Linked DNA regions of Sus scrofa: region 2 is linked to region 1. The links are chromatin contacts, called in public HiChIP or PLAC-seq maps. All regions are on one chromosome and are shown on one strand. The core of a region is the stretch at or near the end of the contact, and the rest is flanking DNA. Distances in the headings are between cores, read along the strand shown. Region 1 overlaps NLN (neurolysin). Region 2 holds the start of ERBIN (erbin).

The links. HiChIP or PLAC-seq counts read pairs in DNA pulled down with a chosen protein or histone mark.
Region 2: a contact with region 1 is called in an H3K27ac HiChIP or PLAC-seq map of alveolar macrophages. The contact joins the promoter of ERBIN here to the enhancer-like site in region 1. A contact is called at or near these places in 1 of 5 promoter capture datasets (liver), 5 of 47 Hi-C or Micro-C datasets (embryonic fibroblasts, fetal skeletal muscle, heart right ventricle and 2 more) and 2 of 2 datasets of contacts at active chromatin or transcription factors (alveolar macrophages and skeletal muscle).

What each region holds. Positions count from the first base shown.
Region 1 is chr16:44,325,970-44,330,267 of Sscrofa11.1, reverse strand. The region is part of intron 12 of NLN (neurolysin); the gene reads right to left. Among named protein-coding and RNA genes, the nearest start is that of ERBIN, 87 kb to the left of the region's middle. Within about 2 kb of position 2,202, at least 16 of the 83 cell types and tissues checked have an H3K27ac peak or open chromatin away from gene starts, as enhancers often do. A contact at or near this core is called in alveolar macrophages and liver, where this site is marked.
Region 2 is chr16:44,412,805-44,416,850 of Sscrofa11.1, reverse strand. It overlaps ERBIN (erbin), which reads right to left and starts at 1,745. Exons shown (of 24, transcript XM_021076809.1): 1 at 725-1,745.

The DNA of each region.
Region 1 (4,298 bases), core at 953-3,452:
AGCTTTGAGCTAGATTTAATTTTCTTTGGGAAAGAAAAAAATGACGTGTCATTTCTTGCTTGGTATGCAGCAATTCTATACTCTCAAAATAGTGATCTAGAACCTAAAATATAGGTGATAGCTATTCTCATCATAGACTCTCTGATTCTAAGAAGTTCAAGAGTTCAAGATCAGAACTCTTGAGCCCAAGACGGCTTACCTTCACCCCCTTCCATCTATTTCACGGCCCAATGTGTCTAAATTCAACCAGTGTTAAACTGGTGAGTGGGGCAAGAAAGGGCTGTTCCTTCGGGTGAAGCAGTCTAGAAAGAACTTAGAAAATGTGAATTGGGCGTTCCCTTTATAGGTCAGCAGTTAATGAACCTGACTATCATCCCTGCGGGTTGGATCCCTGGCTTGGTTCAGTGGGTTAAAGATCTAGTGTTGCCGTGAGCTGTGATGTAAGTCGCAGACGTGGCTCAGATCCAGTGTTGCTGTGGCTGTGGCACAAGCCAGCAGCTGCAGCTCTGATTCGACCCCTAGCCTGGGAACCTCCATATGCTATGGGTGTGGCCCTAAAAAGCAAAAAAAAAAAAAAAGTGAATTGATCTGAATGATGAAAACATTGTAAGCCATCTATTATGAAAACATTTTGAATATATGTACTAATAGCAGAGACAACAGTATAGGGAACCCTCTGGCACCTATCATGCAACCTCAATTATTAATATTTACCTGCACAAATTCTTAATGCTCAAGATCCAAGAATCTTTTAGTCATTAAAAAGACATACTTTGTTGCACAAATATTATAGGCACAGTAATGAAAATTTAAATAAAGTAAAAAAAAAAATCAACACAATGCTGACATCTGCCAGAGTATCTTTGTTTTGTACAGAGAACTGTAATTATAGGTAGAAACGCAGAGCAAACACAGGAGGAGCTGGTGTTGTGAAGAGCCAGCTCCTGCCTTCTCTGATGAAAAAGTCACTGGAAAGCAGAGCCCCGTTGAGTCTCATAATATGTGGCTCAGGGCAGCTCAAGTCCTTCCTTGCTTATAGCTCCAAACAAGCTGATTCAATTTCCTGAATTACAGAGCAATGGTCTTTTAATAGTTTCATTTCCTTTGCAATGAAGTTTTGGAGAAGAGTTTAAGAGTCATTTTGGTAATAGGATCTTGCTTTTCTTAAAAAAAAAAAAAAAAGGGAAAAAGCTCAGTGACTTTTTATTTTAGGATGGTACAGGGTTCTCTGAGTGAGAGAACGTGGTCTAGGAGACACAGGCCACTGGTGGAAGGAGTCTTTGCCGTGAGCTGTTTTACTTTGTTTATATAATAAAGGAACCTTAAATGTGAGCAAAACAGAAAGAGAAGCTCTAAGACAACCACTAAAATTTTCATGCTAAAAAAATCCTTCAAGAGGATCTGCATAGAGTGAGAGCTTCTATCAGCTATTTAGGGAAGGAAAATCAGCATCGGTCACCTCTGTGGTTTTTATTCCTGGAAGATTAACATGTATCTTTTGGCAACTGTGCAAGTCCTTTCTAACAGGGATTTTTTTCTAAAGCAAGATCAGGAGTTTGGAGTCAGACTTCATGAATCTTGGCTTCATCCTCAGTTATGTGGCCTTGGGCTTTGGTTTCCTTACCTGTAAAATGGGAATATGCCTACCTCCCTCAGTTTATGAGGAATGAGAGGAGATAATTTTAGTAGGTTAGATCCTGCTTAGGATCATTCTTGCCATAGGGTGGTTATGTAATAAACCTTAGTAATCGCCCATCCCTCCTTTCACTTCTCTTCTCCCTACACTGTAAGTTCAGTTACTCGGGTACAGTCAGGGCCATAAATGCATTCTTGTTTCAGCATTTCCTCAAAATTAGTCCCGCCTCCTAATAAAGCTGGAGAAAGGACAAGAGACTTGATCTCCACTGATAATATAAAATGGGATATATAATTCATAAGAATACTAAATAGGAGAGACGAAGCACTCGTTTTATGCAAGAACATATACCCTTTATCTAAGGTAATATTTTAAGAGCAATTATAATGATCTGAATGAGGGATGCCCACTGTCTACCAGGAATGAGAACACATAAATGGGAAACAGAGCGGGTCTCCTGCTATCTGAAGCAGCACATGCATGCGCCCACAGCCTTCCAATCCTCCCTTCCTCCTTCCTGCCCCCTTGTGACAGACACTGGGGAATGGAGCCAGGTCTCCTATACTGGGTAAGAGGCATCAGGGCAGAGGGCACCCGCCCTGTGGCAGGTGATAGCCACCAGGGACTTAACAGGCTCACCAGCCCGATTTAAAAGTGGACTTTGGAATCTTTACTTGCATAGCTCATTTGTAAACTCCTTCCCAACAGCATGTACTTTGTTTTCTATGAGTGAGGGTGGAGAGCTTGTGGGTGGAAAAAGAATACCTTTGACAACAAGCAGGGAGGAGGGAGAGAGTCGAGATTGGCGTTGGCAGTCAGGGAGGTGGAAATAAAGAACAGTGATAGGAACCTTCCCTTGACTGGAAGCAGTTTTCTGGAAACCTTAAGCGGAGTTTCAATTTGTGAGGATGGAGGAACAAATCTTTTTTTTTTTTCTCCTTTTGGGCCACACCAGTGGCATGTAGAAGTTCCTGGGCCAGGGATCAGAGCCACTGCAGTGACAATGCAGGATCTTTAACCCACTGTGCCACAAGAGAACTCCAAACGAATCTTTATTTATGGGGAGGGAGGAGATTCGGAGGAAAAAAAGGTGCCCTGGGTAGCAGTGTGGATTAGGGGGACAGATGAGTGGAAGCACTGCCAGTTAGGCCCAGTGATAGTGCAATACAACAGTTTTGATGCAGAGGACGAACACAAGGATGAATAAAACTGTTCCTATTAAAAAGACCTTATGGTCTAGGAGGTGAGATAAAGAAATGGACAATGAACAAGGCAGACTATTAGGCTCCAAGAGAAACACAAAGAAAGGCTGTAGGAACACAAAAGGAAAAACAAAACAAAACAAAACAAAACACTGCTTCCAGCTGGTTGGGATTCAAGGTTTAGAAGGTCTGGTGTTGTAAATATTCAAGGAGTAGGTTAGAAATCAATCCCATTTCCTTCCTTTGTCCTTCATATCAGGCAACATTTAAGACTGTTAGAAAAGGTTGACGTGTAAGAAAAATCGCTTTGGGATGGTAGATCAGGGGAGCTGATGCAGAATTTAATCCCATTTGTAATCCACTTGAATTTAATCTATCAGGAGAGGAAATTTCATATTCTCTCTTAGCAACACATTACAGCAGGAACTGGGCCTAGGATTCTGTTTGAAGAGCCCTGGAATACTTAGCTTTATGATACACATTCTGACAGGTAACTCTTTGTCATGTTTAACCAAGACTCTTTATATGTTTCTGCGTCTGTTATTGCATGGAAGATTTGGCTGCTTCCTTATGGCCCTGTGGCTGGTTACACTTAACCATCTTGATTTTCTCAGTACTCCTTTCTGCATGTGATACTTGGTTGTATTTCTTCTTCACTGATGGAAAAAAACAAAGCTTGGCAATTACTCTAAATGCAGAAGGGGAGGAACATAATTCTAGCTTAACAATATAATTGCCTTTGAATCCACAATGTCTATTACCTCTTAGGAAATTTTCCCACAATGAAGCTGCCTTATAAAAAGAAATGGCCCTAGTTAAAATGCCCTCATTCGTTGAACCCTACGATTAGCTGCTGGATTTTGAAACTATATTTGGGAACCTTAAAGTGATCCTGAAAGAGCTTCTAGAGATTGCTGGAAAAGTGCTATACTCTCAAACTGTTCCCTTCTATAGTTATGGAAGAGATGAGCTGGAAAAATTACAAGGTATGTCTGATAATGAAACAACATCTCCATGTTTACTATAAATGAAGGCTTTAGATATTATTTAACATAGCTTTAAACAGTTAAGATGTTGAATCTATTTACTACGAAGAATATAGAAAATTGTAGGTAAAACCAGAGGTAGCAAACTTTTAGGCTATTATAGGTAAGTGGCCAGTTCTAACACTTTGATAGAGACCATCAAAACAATAAAAATGACTGTATTGTAAAATACTCTACTGCTAACATTTGGTATTCAGAAGATTGCAGGTTTATATTTGCCCCTTCCTATTAGCGTTTTCCTAGCGAGTAGCCCACTTTCTACAGTTCTGCTTGTTAAGATCTGAAATGGTTCTTAACCAGACCCTGGGTTTGGCAGGATGGGAAGAAGTTACAGGGGAAGGCCTGGAGATGTTCTTTTGTTGATACCAATGACCATGACCAATGACGTCAACAATATGTGACCTTTCAGCCCCC
Region 2 (4,046 bases), core at 496-2,995, 87 kb before region 1:
AGGCATTCATGTTTGCTTTTTAATCATCACTCTTTAGCCGTAACACTTTTTCTCCCTACTAGGTCAGTTACAAGAAAAATCTTGTAGACAGTAGCTTGTAGACAACACCAAACAAGTATTATAAAGTTATAAATGTCCGAAAAGAACAAGTTACTGAAGACATATATATTACCCACCTGAAAAAACGACTAAGAACGGCAAAGAGTTTTTTGTTTATAAAACCCAATGAAACACAGTCATAAGAGTTGGAACTAAATAACTCCATATACATTTAAATGCAAAAGCAAAATAATCGGTAACAGTATAAACAAATACTGTGGCAGCCATCTCAACAGCAGCCGATTGCTCGCCGCAGTGACCTAACTTTCATCCAAAACAAAAGTTGTCAGGTTCAGCAACTTAATAAATCAAAAACATACATTGTATATGTTCCGGGAAACTAAGATTTCTGGACCTTCTGCTGAACAAAGGCATTCTTTCCTCGGAATTGCTTAAAACTTTTCGTCCCACCGCATTCTTACAACCTCTTCTAAAATGACCAGGGTCCAGATGGTAGAAAGGAGAATAAAATCAGTTCTACTGCTTTGCACCTAAATCACTACCCCGTCCGACAGGAGAGAGGGAGAATTTAGGGCAACTTGAGAAAAAGTGGAAAACACTAAAGTTTCCTCTCTTTCCTGGCCGGGGAGCTTTGTGACTCGCAGACACTTTGGGTGAAAATTACCTTTCGGTCGGGCAGTGTCTCAGGACAGCTTTTTCAAGGCTTCGCCTGACATGATTTCCTCCCCTTCATTAGTCACTTCGGATCCAGCCGAATTTCTCTCTCCGGTGAGAGCGGATGTGGAGTGGCCTCCCGCAGTAGGAAGAGTAGGTGGCTCCGGTGGGGGTTGGGAAGCGGGCTGGCTTCCTGGTCTCGAGTTTTGCAGGAGTTTCCCAGCCCCAACTAGGATCTCCGTCGAAAAAAAAACTTTTCACTCGTGACACCGCCCGGAATTACCGTGCGAAACTCACTTCCTGCCTTGGCGAGCAGCAGGATCCAGCTCGGTCCAGGGGAACCCGGAAAACCAGCTCCACGCGCGTCGGGCGGGGGAGGGCAGGGGGCGTCAGCCGAGAGCCTGGGACTCCGGGCGACCCGCGCGCCCCGATATCCGACGGCAGGCGAACCTGGCCCGCGGGGGCAAAGATGCCACCGGGGCGCTGGGAGAGCCTCTGCCGCGCTAGGCCGCCGCCGCCTCCTCGCCGCCACCCCCGGAGCCGGGCGGCGGGGTTATTGTCTCGGTAGCGCCTGCCGCGCCCTTCGCCCGCGCGGCCGCAGCCGCGGCCGCCCGGAGCCCGAGCCGAGGGGCCGGGCAGGCTCGATGGCGGCCCCCTCCCCCGGCCGGCCGTCGGGCTGTCCGTCCTTCCGTACGTCCCTCCCCGCCTTCCTTCCCTGCCCTCGAGCCCTCTTCTCCTCCCCCTCCTGTTTTCCCGCCACCGTCCCCTCGCTCCCCTCCTCGTTCTTCTTCCCTGGCGGCGGTGGCTCCCCCGGGAAGCGCAGGGGGTGGGGGCAGGCGGCGGCTTCGTCTCCTCACAAGCTCGCGGGGCCGCGGCAGGGGCCGAGACTGCGTCCCGCGCCGCCGCGCCACATTCACTCGAGCGAGAGACTGCGAGGGGCGGGGAGGGGAGGGGAGGGGAGGGGAGGGAGGGAGCGGAGAGAAAGGAGGAGGAAGGGGGCTGGGGCGGAGGGGAGTTACTGCCTCACAGGCCGCGGAGGCAACAGCGCCACCGCCCCGGCGGCGAGGGGGGAAGAGGCTGCGCGCGGCGGCGGCTCCGCGGCGGGGGCGGGGCGGCCTCCCGCCCGCTTCGCCCCAACCTCCAACAGCCGGGCTGGAGGCCGGCGCGAGCCAGTCACCGCGCGCGGGGGCGGTGCGGGCCGACGTCGGTGGCGGCGGGGGGCGGCGGCGGCAGCGGGGGGTGATAGTCTTGGGGGCCCGGGAGGCGGGGCCGGCGGCCGGGGGTTCGCGAGCTAGGTCCGGCGTGAGGCCAGCTCTGGCCCAGGCCCGGGAGGCCTGCGTGCTGCTCCCCAGCCGCCCAAGGTGGGGATGCGGGCGAAGTCGATCCCGGCTGCCCTGCGCCCAGCCTGGAAGAAGAGAGTCCTTGGAGTTTCCGTCGTGGCGCAGTGGTTAACGAATCCGACTAGGAACCATGAGGTTGCGGGTTCGGTCCCTGCCTTGCTCAGTGGGTTAACGATCCGGCGTTGCCGTGAGCTGTGGTGTAGGTTGCAGACGCGGCTCGGATCCCGCGTTGCTGTGGCTCTGGCGTAGGCCGGTGGCTACAGCTCCGATTCAACCCTAGCCTGGAACCTCCATATGCCGCGGAGCGGCCCAAGAAATAGCAACAACAACAACAAAAAGACAAAGACAAAAAAAAAAAAAAAAAAAAAAAAAAAAAAAAAAAAAAAAAAAGAAAGAGAGTCCCTAGGCCTCCTCCACTCCTGCCAATTGAGTTTCTTTGTACAGCAGTGATCGGTGCGAAGGGTTCAAGTCCAACCCCGATTTTAAGCCTGCAGGTATCTCTTTCAACTGCAGCACTCCAACTTCCTCTAATGGCACGCTCAGTTTGCAAGAAACCACTGCGGTAGCACGGCGGAGCTTCCCACGCCGGCCTTTGCTCCGAGCTTGCTCTCGCAGAAACGCAGCTGGGGTTCCTCCAAGTCTCAGCCTCACCAGCTGAGACAAAGCTGGCGCTGAGAGGGGGAAAATGGCCCGCGAAATTGCCTCAAGATAGTGTCTTTGTTAGAGGCAACATTGGATACCCTCTGAACGCAACGTAGGCTTTCAACCCCAGCGGTTTAGATGGTGCAGTTGTTGAATTACACTGGCCCTAATGATTCAGCCTGGCAGGGTTTGCGTTTATTGCGGAGAAGAGAGCTGCTTAGGCATTCTGTCAACACATATGGCATAAAACGCCTCAACCACAACATTGCACAGTTTTTGCAGTTCCTGCTTTAAACATGTTAACAGACAAGCCGGCCTTGTTTTACCCGGAGAAAGAACGCAATAGATACGAAACAAACCATTCCCCGCCCCCAGGCTCTGCCATGCTTAACCATGTACAATGCTGGTAATTACTCTCTGTGCCCCTGAAGTCATTGCTTCAGTTCTTCCGTCTGTGTTCCAGAGATAATTATTTATTACCAACTTTGAGTAAAGAGCTGTATGCCCTACAGATGATTTTTGGCTTGCAACCAAATGAAGGAGTTGATAAAGTACATCAAAGAATTATTTACCAAAGTGAGTCGTACACTGGTGACAAACATTTGAAATAACTGCAGATATTTAAGATATTCTGCTCGAGGTGGAAACTTTCAGCCACTTCAGAACTGCTAGAATTAACACCGTTCTTTAGCCTACAGAAGAAGTTGAAGGTTCACAGATGGTACCAAAATGTTCAGGCTTATTCAGTGCTGCATCGGAAGTAAAAGCATTAAACTGAAAGTTAGGAAAAGAAACACCAGCCAGGTATACTAGTAATGCCAAGCTAGTTATTTATGTGAATATGAATCTTGGCCATTATATAAAAATTAGCATATTGTATAACCTATTCTTAACCATCGCAAAAAGATTTCTTACTCCACTTTCAAAAGCTGGTTTGAGTCTGAGCAAACTCGTGGTGTAGCTCTCAATTGAAAATGTCACCCTGTTAAAGCATCCCAGGATGGAGAGTCTTCCGCACCAGCCTGACCAGTTGGATACTGGGATTCTAAAGGTGCATTTGGTCTCCGGTTGATTCAAGACCTCTTTAAATGTGGCATCGTAGATTCAAGTAAACCTAACCCACTTCCCTGCCACACTCTCAAACCTAAATAAATAGGACCACACCAGTCCCTGGGCTAGAATCTGTCCTGGCTCTAGCCTTTATTTATTTATTTATTTATTTTTTAAACTTAGACTCCTACTGGGGACCTATCTGACCAGTTACCATTTAGGCTAGAAAAGTACCTATAATCAACAATCCTTCCTCCAATTCACCTGAAATTTTGCCACTAGAGTTTAATCCCTTTGAGT